Regions from separate parts of the Mus musculus genome. Here regions 1, 2, 3, 4, 5 and 6 are each linked to region 7. The links are chromatin contacts, called in public Hi-C, HiChIP or PLAC-seq and promoter capture Hi-C maps. All regions are on one chromosome and are shown on one strand. Each heading gives the region's core, a stretch centred on a gene start, on an enhancer-like site or on the middle of the called end of the contact. The rest is flanking DNA. Distances are from core to core; before and after follow the strand shown.

What was found. Promoter capture Hi-C pulls out the DNA fragments that hold promoters and counts their contacts. Hi-C and Micro-C count contacts between places; a contact is called where the count stands out from the background. HiChIP or PLAC-seq counts read pairs in DNA pulled down with a chosen protein or histone mark.
Region 1: a contact with region 7 is called in a Hi-C map of Th1 cells, with 4 times the contacts expected there. The contact joins the promoter of Hdac7 here to the promoter of Slc38a1 in region 7. A contact is called at or near these places in 2 of 39 promoter capture datasets (the 3T3-L1 cell line and hippocampal neurons), 3 of 484 Hi-C or Micro-C datasets (B cells, Th1 cells and cortical neurons) and 3 of 115 datasets of contacts at active chromatin or transcription factors (T-cell acute lymphoblastic leukemia, embryonic limb bud and large pre-B cells).
Region 2: an H3K27ac HiChIP or PLAC-seq map of epiblast stem cells shows a contact between it and region 7, with 7 times the contacts expected there. The contact joins the promoter of Col2a1 here to the promoter of Slc38a1 in region 7. A contact is called at or near these places in 1 of 39 promoter capture datasets (hippocampal neurons) and 2 of 115 datasets of contacts at active chromatin or transcription factors (epiblast stem cells and large pre-B cells).
Region 3: a promoter capture Hi-C map of pre-B cells shows a contact between it and region 7, with 2.3 times the contacts expected there. The contact joins the promoter of Senp1 here to the promoter of Slc38a1 in region 7. A contact is called at or near these places in 2 of 39 promoter capture datasets (cranial neural crest and pre-B cells) and 1 of 9 other capture datasets (adipose tissue).
Region 4: an H3K4me3 HiChIP or PLAC-seq map of pro-B cells shows a contact between it and region 7, with 3 times the contacts expected there. The contact joins the promoter of Slc48a1 here to the promoter of Slc38a1 in region 7. A contact is called at or near these places in 1 of 39 promoter capture datasets (cranial neural crest) and 2 of 115 datasets of contacts at active chromatin or transcription factors (embryonic stem cells and pro-B cells).
Region 5: a contact with region 7 is called in an H3K4me3 HiChIP or PLAC-seq map of embryonic stem cells, with 5 read pairs. The contact joins the promoter of Olfr279 here to the promoter of Slc38a1 in region 7.
Region 6: a contact with region 7 is called in a promoter capture Hi-C map of hippocampal neurons, with 3 times the contacts expected there. The contact joins the promoter of Ccdc184 here to the promoter of Slc38a1 in region 7.

What each region holds. Positions count from the first base shown.
Region 1 is chr15:97,830,188-97,832,887 of GRCm38.p6, reverse strand. It overlaps Hdac7 (histone deacetylase 7), which reads left to right and starts at 1,393. Exons shown (of 25, transcript NM_001378971.1): 1 at 1,393-1,529. The coding sequence starts at 1,511. It overlaps Gm33636 (a long non-coding RNA gene), which reads right to left and starts at 2,202. Exons shown (of 4, transcript XR_001781759.2): 1 at 1,583-2,202.
Region 2 is chr15:98,003,441-98,006,140 of GRCm38.p6, reverse strand. Col2a1 (collagen, type II, alpha 1) reads left to right here and starts at 1,417. Exons shown (of 54, transcript NM_031163.3): 1 at 1,417-1,732. The coding sequence starts at 1,648.
Region 3 is chr15:98,092,221-98,094,920 of GRCm38.p6, reverse strand. Senp1 (SUMO1/sentrin specific peptidase 1) reads left to right here and starts at 1,352. Exons shown (of 18, transcript NM_144851.5): 1 at 1,352-1,638. It also overlaps a transcript of Pfkm not described here.
Region 4 is chr15:97,783,049-97,785,748 of GRCm38.p6, reverse strand. It overlaps Slc48a1 (solute carrier family 48 (heme transporter), member 1), which reads right to left and starts at 1,384. Exons shown (of 3, transcript NM_026353.4): 1 at 1,133-1,384. The coding sequence starts at 1,268.
Region 5 is chr15:98,496,170-98,498,869 of GRCm38.p6, reverse strand. Olfr279 (olfactory receptor 279) reads right to left here and starts at 1,396. Exons shown (of 1, transcript NM_001001807.1): 1 at 464-1,396. The coding sequence starts at 1,396. The coding sequence ends at 464.
Region 6 is chr15:98,166,493-98,169,192 of GRCm38.p6, reverse strand. It overlaps Ccdc184 (coiled-coil domain containing 184), which reads right to left and starts at 1,387. Exons shown (of 1, transcript NM_177716.3): 1 at 1-1,387. The coding sequence starts at 877. The coding sequence ends at 302.
Region 7 is chr15:96,641,480-96,644,179 of GRCm38.p6, reverse strand. Slc38a1 (solute carrier family 38, member 1) reads left to right here and starts at 1,267. Exons shown (of 16, transcript NM_001166458.1): 1 at 1,267-1,689.

The DNA of each region.
Region 1 (2,700 bases), core at 144-2,643, 1.2 Mb before region 7:
TTAGCAGCTGAACAAGGGCACATGAGTCTAGACCTGTGTGTGACCTAGCAACATGGCCAACGTCCCTCTAGGCCACTCAAGACTCTGGCTTCCAAGATATCACATCTCTAGGTCTGCCTCATTTTCCCCTTCTAAAGGTTCTTGGAGTTCCGAGGACTCAGAGAGTAGATTGGGACCAGAAGGAAGCTGCCTTTCAGTGGCGGGCACCTCAAGGGCAGGGGAGCATAGTGTTCCTGGTGAATGACCGCTCTCCCTTCCCAGTTTTCTGACCTGCCAAATTGCTGGAGGCAACAGGACTGACAGGCCAAGCCAGGAAACTCAGTGGGAAGGTCCTCGGCCCCTGACCCTTGAATCTGACCTCCTCCCGTCTAAGATGGGGGAGAGGCAGGGAGGGCTTCAGTGCAAAGCCAGTCCTCAGCTGAGTTTATTAGCTGAGGGAGGGCTGGAGGCGGCTGCATTCCGACTCACAGACTGGAACATTTCTGTGATCCGCTGTAATGCACTGGGGGACACTGGGCACATTGCTGAAGTTTGACTCATAGGGTCCAGGAGTGGGGGGGCAAAGGAGGGTCATTGTGGAGGGAGAGGAATGGAAGAGGAAGAGGAGAGGATGGAAGGAAATCCCTTGAGAAAAATTTTTTTTAAGTTTCGAAAACTGCACCACCCCCCATCCCCTTTTTTTTTTCTTTTAATAGGAACAGACTGGACCCTTCTGCTCCCCTCAGCAGACAGTGGGGGCGGGGGGTGCCACTGGGGTTGGACTGGCAGTGGTTCAAATCAGATCCTGAAGTGTTCCTGAGGAGAGTCGTGTGTGTGTGTGTGTGTGTGTGTGTGTGTGTGTGTGTGGTGTGTGTGTGTTAGGATGGGGCAGGGGTGTCCGTCTGGGATTCCTTGCTCGAGACTCCAAGCGTGCCCTGCTCTCCCTGTGTGTAGCGCTGCCCTCGTTGACTTAAGTGTGTAGATGTGTGCACAGGAGTCCTTCCCCGAAGCGTAAAGCACCCTGGCTTGTGTAAACATGGATGCACGCCCGTGTACGCTGTGTATGCACGGGTGCGTGCACTCAGGTATCTGGGTTTCCGGGAATTGTGCGCGGGGCGCAGCGCCGCGCGGCGGCTGGGGCTTCCGCGGCCGCGCGCGGGTCCGGCCGCGTCCCGCGTTCCGGGTTCGGCGCTGCCTCCCGGGCGGTGAGCCGCGCCCCGCCGCGATCGGTGTCTGCCGCCAGGCTGTGTGCTGCTGAGCGAAGCCCGGGTGGTGTGTCCCAGGGCCGCCAGCGCCGGCCCCCTCCCTCCCCTCCCCCTTGGCCCGCTCTCAGACTCAGATAAAGCATTTCCTTCCATTGTCATCCTACCCGGCCGGCCAGGCTGCCAGGGCCCTCCCCCTCCCGGCCCCCTCCCTTCCTCTCGCCGTCTCACAGTCGCTCTGCAGCCTCCGGCGACCGGGGGGATGTGAGGCCGGCGCCCCGGCCCCCCGCCCGCCATGAGCCCCCGGCTCTGAGGGCCCCGGCCCCTGGATGCACAGCCCCGGCGCGGGTGAGTACCGGGCGGCCACCCCCTCCCCGTCCGCCCCGCCCTGCGCGCGGCACCCTGCGCTGCTCGCCCCGGCTCCCGCTCCGGCTGCGGCTGGGTCTCCGGCCGGTCCGGCTGGCCGGGTCCTCCGCGCGCCCTGGACCGCGCCCGCTCGCCCGGGCTCTGGCCCGCTCGCTGCCCCGGCTGGTTCCGGGGCCGAAGGGCTCCGGCCTCCTGCGGGGCGCCCACATCCGCCCGCTCCCGGGCAGCGACAGGCCCCGGGGAGGCAGTGGGAGGCCCGGGGCCGCCTGTGCAAGGGCCGGGCGTCCCGTCACCCTCCTCCCCGGGATCCGGGAGGCACGGCCGGCCGCCGAGGCCCGGGAGGGGGCGGTGCTCCGGGACCAAAGGTTTGGAAGCGGGAGGGCAAAGGCTAGGACCCACTGAACTGGCGCAGAACTTGCAGGGCTGGACATCAGCGCCCCTGTCTTGTAGAACTGGGCAGGGCCCTACTCAGATCCTGTAGCTGAGGGAAACGTCCCCTGGAGGGGTACTGGGCTGGGAGATTTCTCTGAGCATCACCCCTTATCCTTGATCACCCATCATAGAGAGACAGACACTGTGTTCAGCCTAGCAGTGAGGACAGTTAAAGGCGTGGGGAAGTGGGGGCCGCAGGCTGAGTACTGAGAGAGGTAGGGAGGTGGGGAGCTGGATCTAGCCCCCCCACCCCCACCCACCCCCAGTCTGATAGTACTGAGAAGTATGAGAACCCGGGCAAATCTGGCAACTGAACTGTCTTTTCGCCACTGCGATTTCTCCGCCAATTGAGTTGGAAGAAAAACCTAAGTCCTGCATGCAGGTCGCTTAATGAGTCCCACTTATTTCTCACTGGCTGCCGGTTTGGGGCCGACTTAGGGCTGACCATTGGTTCCCTGAACTATCCTTGCTGGCTGTCCAGCACTCCCCCAAAGCATCCTGCATCATCTGGCGGGGTTGGCTTGCTGCTAAGTATCCCTTCCCACATCCCAACGCAGCATCTGCTTGAGGCCCAGTTCTGCCTGCCAAAGTTTCAGGGTGATAATAGGACATTGGCCCTCGGTGGCCCTGGAGGGAGTGCAACATCTGGAATCAGGAGCTAGTCCTCCAGACTTTTACCTAGATTTGCTCAAATTCCATTGCAGACTGTCACTTTGGTTGG
Region 2 (2,700 bases), core at 168-2,667, 1.4 Mb before region 7:
CAAACAAAACACTCTCTACTTCTCCAGCCAGTACACTTGCAGGGAAATTACGTTCTACACACTCGAAGTTCTTTGTTTCCATCCTGAGAAACCCCAAAGTCTGAGGTGGTGTGGTGTGCTGGGTAAGCCCCCACACACTCCAGCATTCCCTGGGAGTGTCGGTCAGGTCCATAGAGGTGGCTTCTCCCAAGGACTTCCAGCTTCCTGGAGGAAAGCAACACAGAAACCCACTTCGAGACAAAGGAGTTACTGCTTAAATCAGGTCTTAATTTCCAAGTTTCACTTTGCTTAAAGTTCACCGGAGGACCATCTCACTCCTGAAGGAAAGATGTATTTGGGGACTCATCCTCACCCTCTTGTTCTCAAAGGAGACTTCCGGGAACATAGCAAGGGCTAGGCCGAACCTCCGCAGTTTGGGCTAAGGTGGGGGGGTGGGGAGCAAGGAAGGTAGGTGAGGCTGGAGGTCCAGGGATAGGGGAAGACTTGGAGAATGAGGTTGGGGTGGGGGAATAACTAGGAAACTCTGGCGCTTTCCCCGCCCCTCACAAAGCCGAGTCCAGCTGGAGCCACCTCCAGACTCTCTGGCCAGAGCCTCAGAGTGGCCAACAGTCCCTGGCCAGCGGTTGCTCTATCCAGGCTAAGGGCACCCACTCCCCTGGAGATTCCTGAACCTGGGCCAGGAAGAGCCGAACTAGACAAGCGTCTCCAATCCATCCCGTTTTGTCCCCGGGGTTGTCTGCAGTCCCGTTAGTCCCTTCCCTGGCCTGTTCGCCCCTTAGACCTCCACACAGGTCTCCCTCTGTGTAGGAATTCACCAGACCCTGTCCTAGCCACCCGCTCAGTTCCCCCTTCTACCTAGGCCTTTTCTAGCTAGTTGGATGGGGGATGGGTTAGGGAGGCTGTGGTCCCCGAGACTCCAGGTGGGAGCTCACGGGCAGGTACTCCGCAAAGGAGCTGGAAGGCAGGTCTGGAAAACTGTCCCCCAGATTTAGGATTCTGGACAACGTCCATCTGCTCATGCTTTGGTCCCCCACGCACCTCCCCGCCTCCTAAATTCCCCATCCCCACCTTTCTTGCTCCTTTCTGTTGCTTCGTCCTCTCTGCCTTGGGTCTAAAACTCCAGGCTTATGCCTCTGCAAACAACCCCCTCCCTTCTAACCCCAGCAGAACTCCGAGGAAAGGGGCCCGATGCTCCCCCCCTTCCCGCCTGTGGTTAGAGGGGGCAGTGTGGCAGTCCCAAGTGGGGGCGACCGGAGGCTGTCTCGGTGCCCCGCCCGATCAGGCCACTGGGCACATTGGGGGCGGGAAGCTGGGCTCACGAAAGGGGCGACTGGCCTTGGCAGGTGTGGGCTCTGGTCCGGCCTGGGCGGGCTCCGGGGGCGGGGTCTCAGGTTACAGCCCCGCGGGGGGCTAGGGGGCGGCCCGCGGTTTGGGCCGGTTTGCCAGCCTTTGGAGCGACCGGGAGCATATAACTGGAGCCTCTGCCGGGGGAAGACGCAGAGCGCCGCTGGGCTGCCGGGTCTCCTGCCTCCTCCTGCTCCTAGGGCCTCCTGCATGAGGGAGCGGTAGAGACCCGGACCCGCTCCGTGCTCTGCCGCCTCGCTGCGCTTCGCCCGGGCCAGGCTCTGCCAGGCCTCGCGGTGAGCCATGATCCGCCTCGGGGCTCCCCAGTCGCTGGTGCTGCTGACGCTGCTCATCGCCGCGGTCCTACGGTGTCAGGGCCAGGATGCCCGTAAGTCGCCCGCCGCCCCTGCCTACTTCCCTGACTTGTGACCCTTTTCCTCCTACTCCCTCCCCCAAGTACTGGTCCGGGTTAGGGCGCTAAGTCCTAAGCGCAGAGTATACAGGAGTACACTGATCCTAATTCTGCGAGTAAGGACCTCTGTCGCAGCATCTTCAGTGAGAGTCACGATTGGAGACTTTCTCAGGTCCCTGCGTTAAGCAAGGATATGCAACAGGTTTGAACACAGACGCATCACCTTCCACCAGCTTTGACCAGGACGTTTCGAGCTCAGTAAAAGAAGCCCCACACTTAAAAGTAGGAGAGAAATCGAGAGACGCCTACGGGTTGATTTATCAGCCTAGTCTAGGGGTTAGACGCTGCAGAACTCAAAGGGGCGCTAGACAAAGAACTAACTCTGACCCTGATGGGTTGAAATCTGAGGCCACAAAGAAAAAGCGGCTCCCGGCGACTTCAGCGCAGCTCTCCAGTCCCCTCCGCTATCAGGCTGGCCCACAGTAAGGTGCAGCCGGGCAGCCCTTCTTTGAAACTCGGCTCTCCCCTTGCCTCCGTTAGGCTGCAGGAATTTGACACTGAAAAACGTTGACATTGCAAACAGACCTGCTTTCCAAATGTGTCCCCAAGAGCACCCACCCGCACACACACACACTGTATACCCTACAATGAGTTACTTTACAGCGTGTGTAGCCGTGGATGGATATGGGGTCAGGCTAGTGACCTGCGTATGGCTATCGTTAGAGGTGGCAGCTGTATAGCCTCGGTCCAAGGGCGGTTCCCGCACCTTTCCATCTCCTCCCTGGGTAAGATCCACTGTCTGGGATTATATTCAGGACAACCGAAGCCTGGAAAGTGTATTAGGTAGAGAATTTTCTTCCACGTGTTTGGGCACGTTTCCGACGGGTAGGGTTCCAGCCCTGTCTTTCTCTGTATGTTACAGACTGTTAATCAATCGCAGGTGA
Region 3 (2,700 bases), core at 103-2,602, 1.5 Mb before region 7:
TTACTACCTCTAAACGATTCTATTCCTTTAGTATTAACAGAGGCAAAGCAGAACATATCACTACCAGTTAGAAAAGAGTGGAAGTTCTCTTTAAGTCCTGACTTACATGTTTGGGGGTGCCCACTGAGTATCAACAAGGACTCCTACTACAAGTCACCCCAGATAGGTTAGAATAATCTATAAATTAAATAGAAATCAACACCCTTCCCATGTTCCATGTTTCTTGTTCTCAGCTCCCAAGTCTTCCTCCTTTGCCTGGGATGAGGATAGCATCTCCCTTATACTTGTACAAAGAAAACACCCCAACACGGTGACAAAATATTTTTCCTACTAGGAATAGAAAACAAGCCCGTCGACCCCTTAAGTTTATAATTCTGCCAGAAGCTCTCATCCTGTATAGCTCTGAGAGAACATATCCCTTGTCACTATAACATAATCAATGGTACCTGTGCTCTGAGTAGTCCTGACTACTTGGCGAGACTCAATCACGCACATGAAAAATCTCAGCTGAAACTCCTCTCTACGCATGGCTACTTCCTAGAAGTAAAGAAAGTTTAATCCAAATAAATAGATCCATAGAATATTTAAAGTGTCAAAGGTCAACATGGTCTAGGTACACTTAATACCACTGGGTTTTAGGACTTGGCCATATAAAAATATCAGCATATAAGGTGATATAATCGTTTATATACATAACAAGTCAGGATCCCCTGAAGAAACAAGTTTATCTCCTTATGCTTAGAGAATAGATGAGGCTGGCAGATTCCAGAGGCTTTTCTTTCTTCAAGAGTGAATTCAGACAGGCAGTCACCTGGGTCTAGAATACTATTCTGAAGCCTCTTTCCAAATAGGGCCTGCGCCAGAGGCGTAATTAAATTAAGAAGCTCGGTAAGTAATTTGAATGAACAAGTTAATTTTTCCTCCATTCTGTCTTTAAAAGTCTGGCATTGATTACATGTTTAAGACCTCTGGTGAATCCCACTAGAGATCACTGTTTAAAATTATTCCAGTTATATAAGGCTAGGTGTGTTGTTAAGAGTCTAAGCTAAGGTGTTCCCAAAGTTTCTTAGTCTCTGCTCTTCCCCCTAGCCCCACTTCCTGTGATCAGTCAAGCGTGTCAAGCGTGACAAGATGCACACTAATTTTCAGAAGCTAGAGGTAAAAATCAATTTAGAACTCAAAATGAGGATTTGTCGGGGAAGGCGCAGGTTTCCAAACATCTAGGGCCCTAGCGAACAGCTGCCATGGAAACCTGTGCGTAAGCCAAAAAAAGGTCACCGAACGGAACCAGATGACAGCGGGTCAAGGAGCCGAGGGACAGAGAAAACCAAAGGACGGCGGGCGCACTAACAGTACTCCAAGTGCGACGAAGAGAAAAAGCCCCAGTCTGACAGGGTGACAGGGAGATGGAGACGCGAGTCAAACGCTCCCTCCACGTCTCGGGCCTCGCCACCTCGCGCAGGCGTCCCGCGAGCCTGTAGCTCGCTCTTTGACCTCTTGTCCCACCCCCTTCCCTCCTCCGCGCCCGCCAAACGGTCTTCCGGTAGAGTAAAGAAGGTTCCGGTTCCCGGAGGTTCCCGGGCTTTGCGGTCCGCGCCCGGCCGGAAACCCCTTTGCCTAGCAGCCGGTTCCGGTTCGGTGAGTGGCGGCGGGAAACTGGGGGAGGGGTGAGGATGGAGGGAGACCGGGCCGGGAGGCTGTGTCAGGCTGGGCCCGCGGGCCTCGGCGGGGCCGAGCGGAAAGGAGGACGGCGGTGGGGACCGTGCCCTGTCTTCCGCCCCGCCCCTTGGGACCACCTCCATTCCCCCCTGCTGCCCGGTCGCGGCTGCCTGGCCCGGGTCTGGTAGTTGGGCTCACTGAGGCCGCCCTTTCAGCCCTCCGGTCTCCCGACCCGCGGAGAGGCCATCTCCCCGCGGTCACAGCACGGCCTCCTTCTACATCCCACTCTACTTTTCCAAAGAGAGAAGGCCGGTTGGGATCGCGGGAGTTTCCCGCCAGAGCAGGGTCCCCGGGAGGAAGAGCTGTTCTCTACGAGGAAGTTGAGCTGTCGCTCCCACCTGCTTCGCCTCTCTTCTTCCTTGAAACCTGAATGCTACTCCTCGCCTACCGAGTCTCACGTAAAACAATTCTCCAACTCTTTTTACCCTGTGATAATTCCCTGGGATGTGATATTGCTAGAGCCACCACCAGAGAGAAACGTCTGGACCCTTCTGCATAGGTTATGAAAACCCCCTTAACTGCCGCCGTCTCCTTACCTGGCTCATCGCCTCTTGGTAATGAATTCCCTTGAACCTTTTCTTCGTATACCCTAACGTGATCTTTCTGGATATATGCTGGCTTCCTCTTGTCTTGAGCTTGGTGATTTCTGTTTTATCAGTACCTCTACAGTTTTTCTGTTATCTTGTTGGCAATAACTTGCTCCTTTATCACTTTTAAGGCACACTTGTTAAAATTACTTACTTCACGTGGCATACTTAATTGTATTTGGAGTGATGGTGATTCTTGCAAAATTTTGTATAGTCCTTTTATGTGCAATCAACCATTTGATGTAGGGTTTTCGATGTAGTAGGACATTCTGGATGAAGTAAAACATGTTTAAGTATTCTTCATAAAGATGATTTGTATTCACGACTCTTGCTGAAATGTGGATTACTGCCCTTGAGGTTACAGTGACACCTGTAATAGTGACCTGAACCTTCC
Region 4 (2,700 bases), core at 135-2,634, 1.1 Mb before region 7:
CTTGAACTCAGAAATCCGTCTGCCTCTGCCTCCCGAGTGCTGGGATTAAAGGCATGCACCACTGCTGCCCAGCATAAATTAATTCTTTCGAGTTACTCCATTTTTAGATCTTTGGCCAAGGATTTTAGCCATGGAATAAATGTTGTATCTTAAAACGTTTTCCTTACACATACTTTCGCCATACATATTACTTCATGTGGCTGTCGTACTGTTGGGTTAGTTTCCTCCATAGGGCTTTTAATGCCTTTAGCATGCCAACCTGAATCCTTCTGAGTTCTAGGGATGGAAATCGGGTCGGCCAGGCTAAGGCTGAGCCATCTTGGGGGCACATCGTGTGGCTGTTGAAACCCTGGACACATTATTTATTTACCGTAAGCCTCGATTGATTTTTTTCTAACTGTAAAATGGGCACAAATAATGTTACTTCAGAGGACTACTATTAGGATTAGATGACATAAGGAGAGTAGATTTGTTTAGCCCAGCAAAAAAATATTAAATGATGATAATACGTGTAAATAATATATTTGGCCTTCACACAAGAGAGGCTAAACGGCGTGACCCAAAATTACACATTAGAGAGCACGGCTGGGCCTTCGCCACCTCCTCGTCCCTCAGGGATTAGCAGATTCCCACTGGTTCCGACCAGAGCAGATGGACACAGGTGTAAAGGGAATGTCCAGTGACACCGGGTCCACAGTACAGTCCTGGTCTCGGCAGAGGGCCTCTGGGGCTGGAAGGGGGCTGGCTGATGGGTTTCCCCACGAACCCCACTTATTATAAGAGATGCGGTAATCCCGCACAGTGTGCGTGTTGAGGGAGCGAGGGTGGCCAGGAGATGGGCGCGCAGAGGACGCTCTAGTGGACACGGGGTGGAGGGTAGATTCACAGGGTGCGGGGGACGCAACAGCCCTGGAGCCGCAGAGCTGTGCGAACCACAGGGGCGGGCTGTGGGCACCCTAGGTCCCGCCACGTTCATAAGGCGCCAGGTCCCAGAGGCCCGGGCACTGCCCAGGAACCCGGGCCTGCGCTGTCTCCAGTCTCTCTGGAGTAAACAACGCTCCCACCCCCGGGCAGCGCCACCGCAGCCGCCGCGCGCAGCCCGCCCCGATCACCCCGCGTCCCCCGGGGATACCTGCGAGACCCCCCATCGCCGCAGTCCCCGGTTGTCGGTAGACCACCGTCCAGACGAAGAAGATGGAGAAGCCGGCTACCGAGCTGAAGCCGGAGTAGGCGGCGCGGAGGCCGAGCTGCAGCCGGGACGGGGCCATGGGGCAGCGGAGGAGCAACGCCGCCGAGTCACAGGTGCAGGGCCCGAGCTGGAGCCCAAGCCCCAGCCCCAGCCCGAGCCCGAGCCAGAGCCGCTGCCGCCCGGCGCTCCGCCCCCAGCCCGCCCCCGGTGCCAACGGCACAGCGCCCTCCCCGGCCGGAGGCCGCTCCCGACACCGCCGCTTGGCAAAGGCCGGCGACCCCTGGTGGAAGGGCAGGGTCCTGGCCTCATCCCCAGAACGCCACCTATCTAGCCTTGGCTGGCCTAGAAATACCGTCTTTACCGGAGCCGGCTACAATGATCATTTAAAAATATTTTGTATATGTGAGCACACTGTAGCTGTCTTCAGACACACACCAGAAGAGGGCATCCGATCCCGTTACAGATGGTTGTGAGCCACCATGTGATTGCTGGGTTTGAACTCAGGACCTTTGGAAGAGCAGTCAGTGCTCTTATCCGCTGAGCCACCTCTCCAGCCCCAATGAGCACTTTTTAATTTTTAAAATACTTTTGAATTTTTTTTTGAGACGTGGTGTCTCCACGTAGTCTTGTCGGTCTTGGAATTCCCTATGTAGGCCAGGTTGGCTTGGAACTCATAGAGACCCTTCTGCCTCTACCTCCTGAGTTCTGGGATTAAATTTTGAATGGGAAGTTCAAACTCATTAAAAGGACAAGTTAAGGCTATAGAAACTAGCCAGCTGTGGTGGTGCATGCCTTTACACTGGTAGAGGTGGAGGCAGAGGGAAGCAGATTTCTTTGAGTTCGAGGGAAGCTAGACCCAGTCACAAAAGTCACAAACCAAAACAAACAAGGAAAACCCATAAAACTGCACATGATGGCCCACACGTGGAATCCTGGCAATTGGGAAGTGGCCGAGGCAAGAAAACAGATCTGGGGAGCTAGTTTGATTCCCCAACTTGCCCGAAATTAAATAAGTAAAATAAAACTTGAAAAAAAATCTAAAATAATATAACAACAATTAACATATTCATTCTTTTTACCAGCCAGGTGGTGGTGGTGCTCACCATTAATCCCAGCACTCACTAGGCAGAAGCAGGTGGATCTTGGTGAGTTGGAGCCTAGCCTGGTCTACAGGGGTCAGCCAGGGCTACACAGAGAATCCCGGTCTCAAAAGACCAAAATAAGGGGAAAAAAATCTTTCTATCCATATTTCGAAGCAGTGGGTTTCCTTCCCAAAAGTTATACACACAGCACAAGATTGCTCCACACGTTTGCCACCATTTTAGTTTATTAAATTAAAAAGTGATCGTTGGCCAGGCAGTGGTGCCAAATGCCTTTAATCCCCGCATTTGGGAGGCAGAGAAGGGCGGATTTCTGAGTTCGAGGCCAGCTTGGCCTACAGAGCGAGTTCCAGGACAGCCAGGGCTACACAGAGAAACCCTGTCTCGGAAATTGTAGCTGACTCTGATAAA
Region 5 (2,700 bases), core at 147-2,646, 1.9 Mb before region 7:
GACACAGACAGACACACACGCGCGCGCGCGCGCACACACACACACACACACACACACACACACACACACGCATGCACGCACGCGCGCGCGCACACATACAGGCAAAACATCCATATATAAACAAAATAATAAAGAAACTGTAAATATTTCCCATGGGGCTGCCACCCAGCTCCTTCCTGCATTCATTTTAGTATTCATTCATTCAAAATGAATGTTTATGAAATGTCCAAAGTGCTTAGGCCCTCCCTGTTTGAGGCATGCGATCTTTACCCAAATCGCAATGGAAAACTGAAGATCCCTCCTGTGGTTAGGAATTTGCTTTCAATCTATTGTCTTGTCTTTTCAACACCAGGGCCTTCTTTCTCCATCTGATTTTGGAGGAAGGGGCTAAGGTAAAAAAAAAAAAAAAAAATCAAAGAAGAAGTTAAAAGCTGACCGTGTCCACCTCAGCGGGGGCACGTCCTCAGAGGAGCTGCCTGCAGAGCCTACGGAGAGCCCATTTGACCTCTTGATTCTTGAGACTGTAGATGATGGGGTTGAACATGGGGGTAAGCACTGTGTAGAAGACAGAGAAGGCCTTCCGGAGCAAGGCGGGCATGTGCTCTGTCGGGGCCACATAGACCACGATGAGAGTGCCGTAGAATACCGCGACCACACTGAGGTGGGAGGAGCAGGTGGAGAAGGCTTTCTGCCTCCCGTGGCTGGAAGGGATTCTCAGCACAGCCCGCAGGATGAAGACGTAGGACGCGACGATCAACAGGAAGGGGGCGAGTGTGAGGCAGCCCGAGATGCTCACGCCAGCCCCCCACATGACCCACACCTCTCCACAGAACAGCCCTACCACCGGAGCGAAGTCACAGAAGTAGTGATCAATCACCCTGCGGCCGGGACAGAGGGACAGAGGGGCTGCCAAGGCCAGAGTGAAGGCAGAGAAGAAGAAGCCACTGAACCAGGCCCCCGTGGCTAGGCGGACACAGCACCAGGTGCTCATGAGGACCGGGTAATGAAGGGGGTGGCAAATGGCCAAGTAACGGTCATAGGACATGGCCGAGAGCATGAGACACTCGGCTGCAGCCAGAGAGGCAAACACGTAGAACTGGGCGAGGCAGCCGACCAAGGAGATGAGGTCCCCACCTTCCAGGAAGCTCTGTAACAGCCGAGGCACGATGTTGGATGTGTAGCCGATCTCCAGCAGGGAGAAATGGCAGAGGAAGAAGTACATCGGTGTGTGGAGGGTCCGACTGGAGGCCACAGCAAGCACGATGAGGATATTGCCACCAACCGTTGCCACATAGATGGCTAGAAAGAGGGCAAAGGGGAGGAAGCCCAGGTGTTTCAGCTTCCCGAAGCCCACGAGGGTCAGCCAGGTGGTCTGGTTCTCACTCACACCACTCATGGAGATCTGAGCCCAGAAGAGAGGGAGGCGGCCATTAGTGAGCAAAAGTCTACTAGGACCACACTCGATGCTTGGCTCGCTGTTTACAATATCTTAGCAAGTGTCAGAGACAGGCTTTACCGTCTCCTGTTAGTTTAAGAGGGACCAATACCCAACATGACTCTGATGGAATTATGGTTTGAGTCCATTTGCTTGGGTCCACATCTCCTGCATAATACCCTGTTCTATAGTGCTTTCTCCCAAGCATCGTTTTTGGGGGATGGTGGGGGATGGACACACACACACACACACACCACACACACACACACCACACACACACCACACACCACACACACACACACCCCCACACACACACCACACACACACCATACACACACACACACACACACACACCACACACATACACCACACACACCACACATACACCATACACACACACACACCATACACACACACACACACCACACACACACCACACCACACACACACACACACACACTATACACACACACACACCACACCACACACACACCACACCACACACACACCACACACCACACACACACACACACACACACTATACACACACACACACACACCACACCACACACACACCATACACACACACACACCACACCACACACACACCATATACACACACACACACCACACACATACACCACACACACCACACATACACCATACACACACACACCATACACACACACACACCACACACACACCACACCACACACATACACTACACACACACACCACACACACACACCACACACACTACACATACACCATACACACACACACACACGCCATACACACACACACACCACACACACCCACACCACACACACACACCACACACACACTACACACACATCACACACACACATACCACACACACACACACACCACACACACACACACACAAATGAAAGAAAGAAAGAAAAAGAAAGAAAGAAAGAAAAAGAAAGGAAGAAAGAAAGAAAGAAAGAAAGAAAGAAAGAAAGAAGAAAGAAGAAAGAAAGGAAGGAAGGAAGGAAGGAAGAAAGACTTGGAAAACCAGAGCATCTACCCTGCGAGGTGCAGTTAGGTCCGAGTTAGTCTAGAACCTGCTCCTCTCGGAAGTTATTTGTTTTCCTGGACAGGTGGTTTGGCAATGCCCAACAAGGCTGGTGACAAACTTTGCTCAGGCTCCGGTCAGAATCTGGAGAGTTTTATTTTCTTTTTCTTTTTTGATTCCTCTGCTTTATATAATCCTCACGCTGGCCAATCGCTACGTTTATCTC
Region 6 (2,700 bases), core at 138-2,637, 1.5 Mb before region 7:
TGTTTCCTAGGAAGAGGGGAAGGGGGCAAGGTAAAGGGATAGATGAGAGTCCAGAGATGGGCACGTCCTTTCTGGGAACCTCACCTTTCTGCAGTTTGCTATGATGCCTGCTTGGGTGGAATTCGCGATGCTTCCAAAGTCCTTGACTCTACAAATCCTTCTGTGAGGGAGTCTCTCTCCCTGACCTATAAGGACCACGTTTGAAGTGAAGAACACTGCACCGCACTGTTCAGTCCCCTCGGGTTAAGCACTTGGAAACCCAAAGCCAGCGCGGGTAGTTGGTTCCCTGGTGGGGTCTCCCTCACAGAGAGGCCTCGCCCTCCAGCTGCAGCAGGGTAATGTCAGGAAGGTCGGGGGGCTCCACAAGTGGCCCATCCTCCCCAAGGAGACCGGGGCTCTCAGAGAGCTCGCAGTGACTGGTGGGTGTGGCGGGGTTAGGTGTCTCTTTCTCCTCTTCGTCCTCGTCTTCATCAGGATCACGACCCAGCAAGCCGCTGTCCTCGATCCCAGGCGAAGGTGTCTCTGGTTCATGGGGAACACTTGGGAAGCTCCCCTTGCCGCCGGCCACGCCCAAGCCTCCCTGGCGGGGCGCAGTGGTCATAATCTGGCACATGGAGACTATAGCCCGCTGGTTGGCGCACACGTCGTCCGACAGAACCTGGATGTGCGAGGCCTGCTCGTCCAGTGCCCCTCGCATGGCCCTCACGTCCTCAAACAGGGCCTGCAGCTGGGCCTTCAGGTGCTCCATCAGTTCCTTCATACCGCCGTTATACTCCCCAGAGATCACGTCCCCCACGGCGGGCACCGTGGACACCTCCAGAGGCGCTGGCATGTCGCCGCCGTCCTTGGTCATGATCTCCAGCAGACTGTCCTCCATTGAGTGGCAGAAGCGGGCGGTGGCAGCTCTGGGTCGTGTCCAGCGGGCCTCCAGGGTGGGGGAAGGGTGTGGAGGGGGAGAGGTCCCGGGAGGGACGGGGTGGAGCCCAGGGACACCTAGGCTCCCTAGAGGGGCGGGGAGCCTACGTGAAGAGAGCGGCCCCAGGCAGAGGACACGGGCGGGATCAAGGAGGGCTGAGAAGAGTCTATGGATCGAAGACCTGTCTAGGGTCCCGGGACCAGGATCTTCGGGCTTACCCAGGGGGCAAAAGTGGCTTGCCCGCTCGCCTCCAGTGTGGTACCTATGTCCCCGCCGCCCTCCCGGCAATCACCGACAAAGAGTGCTCACAGGTCACAGAGGCGCTCGCAGAGGGCTCGGGGTCGAGACGGGGACCCGCAGCGCGTCAGTCTCGGGACTCCCCCCAGCCATCCACCAGCAGTGCCCGCGAGTGCGGCTGGAGAGGCAGGGGCGGGTCTCCCGGCGGCGCCGCGGATGCTCCCCCGTTTCCAAGGCGACGCACGGCACGTAAATGACGTGTGTCTCCATGGCAACGAGGAAGTGAGGAAGAAAGAGAACAGGGTTCCGAAGCTGCAGTGAAGCTCTGTTGTATGGGCTGACGGGCGGGGCAGGGATGCTGCAGTAGCCTCAGAGAAGCTGCAAAGAGCATGTGGCTGCAATGTTTAATAGGACAGCATGAGAAAGCAGTTTGCTGCACGACCCCCACCCCCAAGCCGGAGAGAGACCGTCTGCCTGGGGGGGGGGGGGGGGCTTTTCACCCGCTCTCCGCATTCCTTCCTTGGAGGACCATGGGAGAGCCAGGTCCATCCTCCAGCGGCCCACAGGACTGGGTAGCGATTGTTAATAATCCCAGGCGAGCTGGCAGCACCAGGCTTGGAGGTGCAGAGGAAGGCGGAGGGAGGCGCGACCGATCTGCTTCTCCCTTCTGCAGCAAAAAAAAAAAAAAAAAAAAAAAAAAAAAAAAAAAAAAAACAAAAAACAATTTTCCCTCCCTCCAGAAAGCTCAGGGTGAGATACAGTCTCTTATGGGACCCAGCTGTTTCTACCCAGGTTGGGGGGGTATGAAAATTATGAAGCTAAGTACTTAAATTCCGAGAATGAAAACTCCATAACAACAGATTCCCCTCCCCTGCACCCTCCATCACGGAATCCCCAGCGCTTTAAATAGCGTCCGAGACGCAGAGAGCAGATGATGTATTTGTGGAATAGCTACTTAAATAAGAGCCACCAAGTACCATTCTCCTCCCCAGGATTCTCCAGCCCACACATAGTGGACTTCAGAAGACCTGAATACAATTTCCTTTCAGCCCTTAATGACTGAGAGACCTCAGCTGACATCGTTTTCTTGACGGACCGAATAATAGTGTTTCTAAATCTGAGTTAACACTGGACCGAAGTGCAATTGAGTGAATTATTAGGGCCAGCGCCCCTAGTTCCCATCTTTAGATGCCCACTAACCACCCCTGTCCTTTGTGAAAACTCCTTCCCCTACTTAGAGGGTAGAGCAGGAGAAGAGGAGGAGGAAGAAAATTTGGTTATAATATATTTAGAGACGACATAGGCTGGGAAGGTAGTCATCTTGTAGGCTATAACACGCTGACATCGCTTTGATAAAAGGAAGCCAAGTGGTCAAAACCCTGAGTTTACAAGACTCTGGGAAGGAGAAGTAAATGAACAGTGCTGTCTAACTGTATAAAAAATTAAGTGTGGGTGAGTGTCATTGGTCACCTGTAGTTCAGTAACTGCAAGTGTGTTTTTTAATTTCCCTGGTTGTATGTCTTGGCGATGAAGAGTGTCCAGCCAGG
Region 7 (2,700 bases), core at 18-2,517:
AAAGGTAAAAAGAATGGACTTTCGGTGTAAACTTAGAGTGTTACTATAATACATAAGTTTTTCACACAAAGAAGGAGCAACAGGACAAAAAAAAAATGGGGTGGGGGGTGGGGGGAGATGCTGTGTTTGAGGAAGAAACTGCCCTTCTGATTGCAGTGACCTTCCGGTTTCCAGGCATGTTCAAGAACACACCTCCCACTTGTTTCTTTGGAAGCCAGTGTTTAACTCACCACGACCATTTACGGCCATTGGAAGGGAGCAAGAATACCAGCCACTAAAAAGCTTAAATCTTGGTTGGCCCCCCACTTTCCCAGAGGAGACTGAAAATCTGTAAGCACCGCAAAACAGCATTCATTACTCAGCCTCTTGAAAGGCTCCAGGTAGAGTCATTTTTGAATCATGATTCAACCGCCATTTCTTGTTTTGATGGAACAGTGATGGCTAACATGTTGATGGCTAACTTTATGTTTAAAAATCTCTGTGCTTAAAGCAAATTTCGACCTCCAAATGTTAAGCGCTACTAGGGGTTAATCTTTATTATTATTATTATTATGGTTTTTTTTTTAACTGCTGGTTCTGCTTCTGTAAACAAGCTTGCAAGAGAACAGATTGAAGCTTTGTATTCTTTGCCTTTGTAAACCCTTGGCTGAGGTGTCTGGGTGCTACATTCGGAATTCCATCTCGGCGTCAGTGTCTGAATAAAATCCTCTTGGTTAAAATTTATTAGTGGTCAGGCTGATGAATCTCCGGCCGGACCCAAAACAGGAGCCATCCGGATGAGAGGGACTCAGGCTTCCACGCGGCAGACTCCGTGGTGGTGGTGGTCTCATTGGCTGGTGTGTAGGTGGGATTTCCTGTCGCCATTTTAAGGAGAAGCGACTGTGCCAGCCAGTCAGTTAAGGGGCTGCACTTCAGACAAAGAGTGGGGCAGGAGAAGTAACCCGAGGCGGATATGGCTTTCAGCCTGTTCCTTTTTCCAGGCCCAGCAAGGGTAGAGTCACGTGGCCGGGGCAGCAGGGCTATTGGTGCAGACCCCTTGGGTTATTGTCACACTCTGAGTCCCAAGGGGTCCCCAGAGCTGCTCTGGGGGGGGGGGGGGCGGGACTGTAGGTGTCCAGGTTTCCAAAGGTGTCCCCGCGCGTCCCGTAGTCCACCACCGCCCCTGGGTCGCGGGGCTACCCTCACGCTGCTCCCTTCCCACAATGCAACTCCGTTCGGTGAGGCCCTGGCGTACCCCAAGAGACGGCCCCCTGCCACCGCCTGGGCGAGTGAGCCGCTCCACCTCCAACCCCGAGGGTGCGGGTGCGGCAGCTGTGGCCCCAGCTGAGGCCCCGGGAGGGCGCAGGCAGGTGCCGGGAGGCCCGCAGCCTCCGTATGCTCGGGTACCACCAGCGCGTTGTTCGCGCATCCGCTCGCACTGCCCTTCCTGGATGCTCGGTGTCCGCCAGCCGCGGTCGCCTTGCGGTCTGGTAGCCCAGGGGGGAAGAGGAGCAAGAAGGCGCGGCGACCAGCGGCATGTGACCCGCACTGCTCTACCGCACACAGCTCAACTCCGCCGGCGCGCGGGCATGGAGGGATGATGGTCTGAAAGGCCGCGCTCCCGTCCCCAAACTGCCGAAGAGAAAGGGCGACGCGCCTCGCAGGAGCCAATGAGTCAGGTTGGAGCCCCTCCGCGCCGGGCGTGTGAATGTAAGTGCTGGCGGGCAGAGTGTGGGTGGGGGGAAACTGATGCAACCAGCCCTGGGAGGAGGAGGAGGAGGAGGAGGAGGAGGAGGAGGAGGAGGAGGAGGAGGAGGAGGAGGAGGAGGAGGTGGTGGTGGAAAAGGAGGAGGAGGAGGAGAGCTGTGGCCACGCCACTCTTCCTGAAGGTCGCCGGTAACCCGGCCTTTTACCTTCCTCCGAAACCCGCCACGCGGATCCTCCCCGCCCAGTCTTACAGACCTGGGGCCACCTTTCCCTAGCTAGTCCTTGACACAAAAAAGGACATCTAACTGCCGGGGACGGCCTGGAAGGGCGGACACTTTGGTGGCGCCTTTCCCTTTATTTCTCGAGGTAAGGTGCTTTTGGAGGGCAGAGGGAGCGGCGACTTGGAGGGAAGGGGAGTTTGAACAGGAAGGGAAGGAGGTAACTCAGACAGCCTCCATGTCTCGTGGACACGGGCAGAGCGTCGCGGCGCCTTTCTAGAAGGCAGGAGTCCGGTGCCCTTCCCTGAACGCAGGGACTCCAGATACCGCCGTGGCGTACAGTACCTTACTTTGTAGACCTGGTTTTATGGTGATGGAGTGTGCCACCAGATCTGGTGTCACTTTCGCGAATTAGGAACCAAGCATGCGATGTAAGGGGCATAAGGTACACCGAGGAGTGAATCAGTCTGCATCTTGGGACTGGCCGGCAGCGGAGCCTCGGAGACCGGCTCCCCAGCGCGGTAAACAGGTGCACGTTGGCTGCACCTCCACGGGCTCGGCCCCTGTCTCCGTTCCGGTTAGTGGGATGATGCTGGCAGTGACTCACTTTCCTCTCCCTCTCTGGAGGCTCTCTCCCGAATGAAGAGCCAGTGATAGGCTACTTCCTCTAGAGCCTGGTCCGGTGGGGCGGGAGAACAAAAGGCCACTGCTTGCGCAGGACCCTTGCGCCCTGGTCTCCCCTCCCCCGCACCTGGCCCCAAACGTTGCGGCAAAACGCTTATAAACTGGTCCGCTC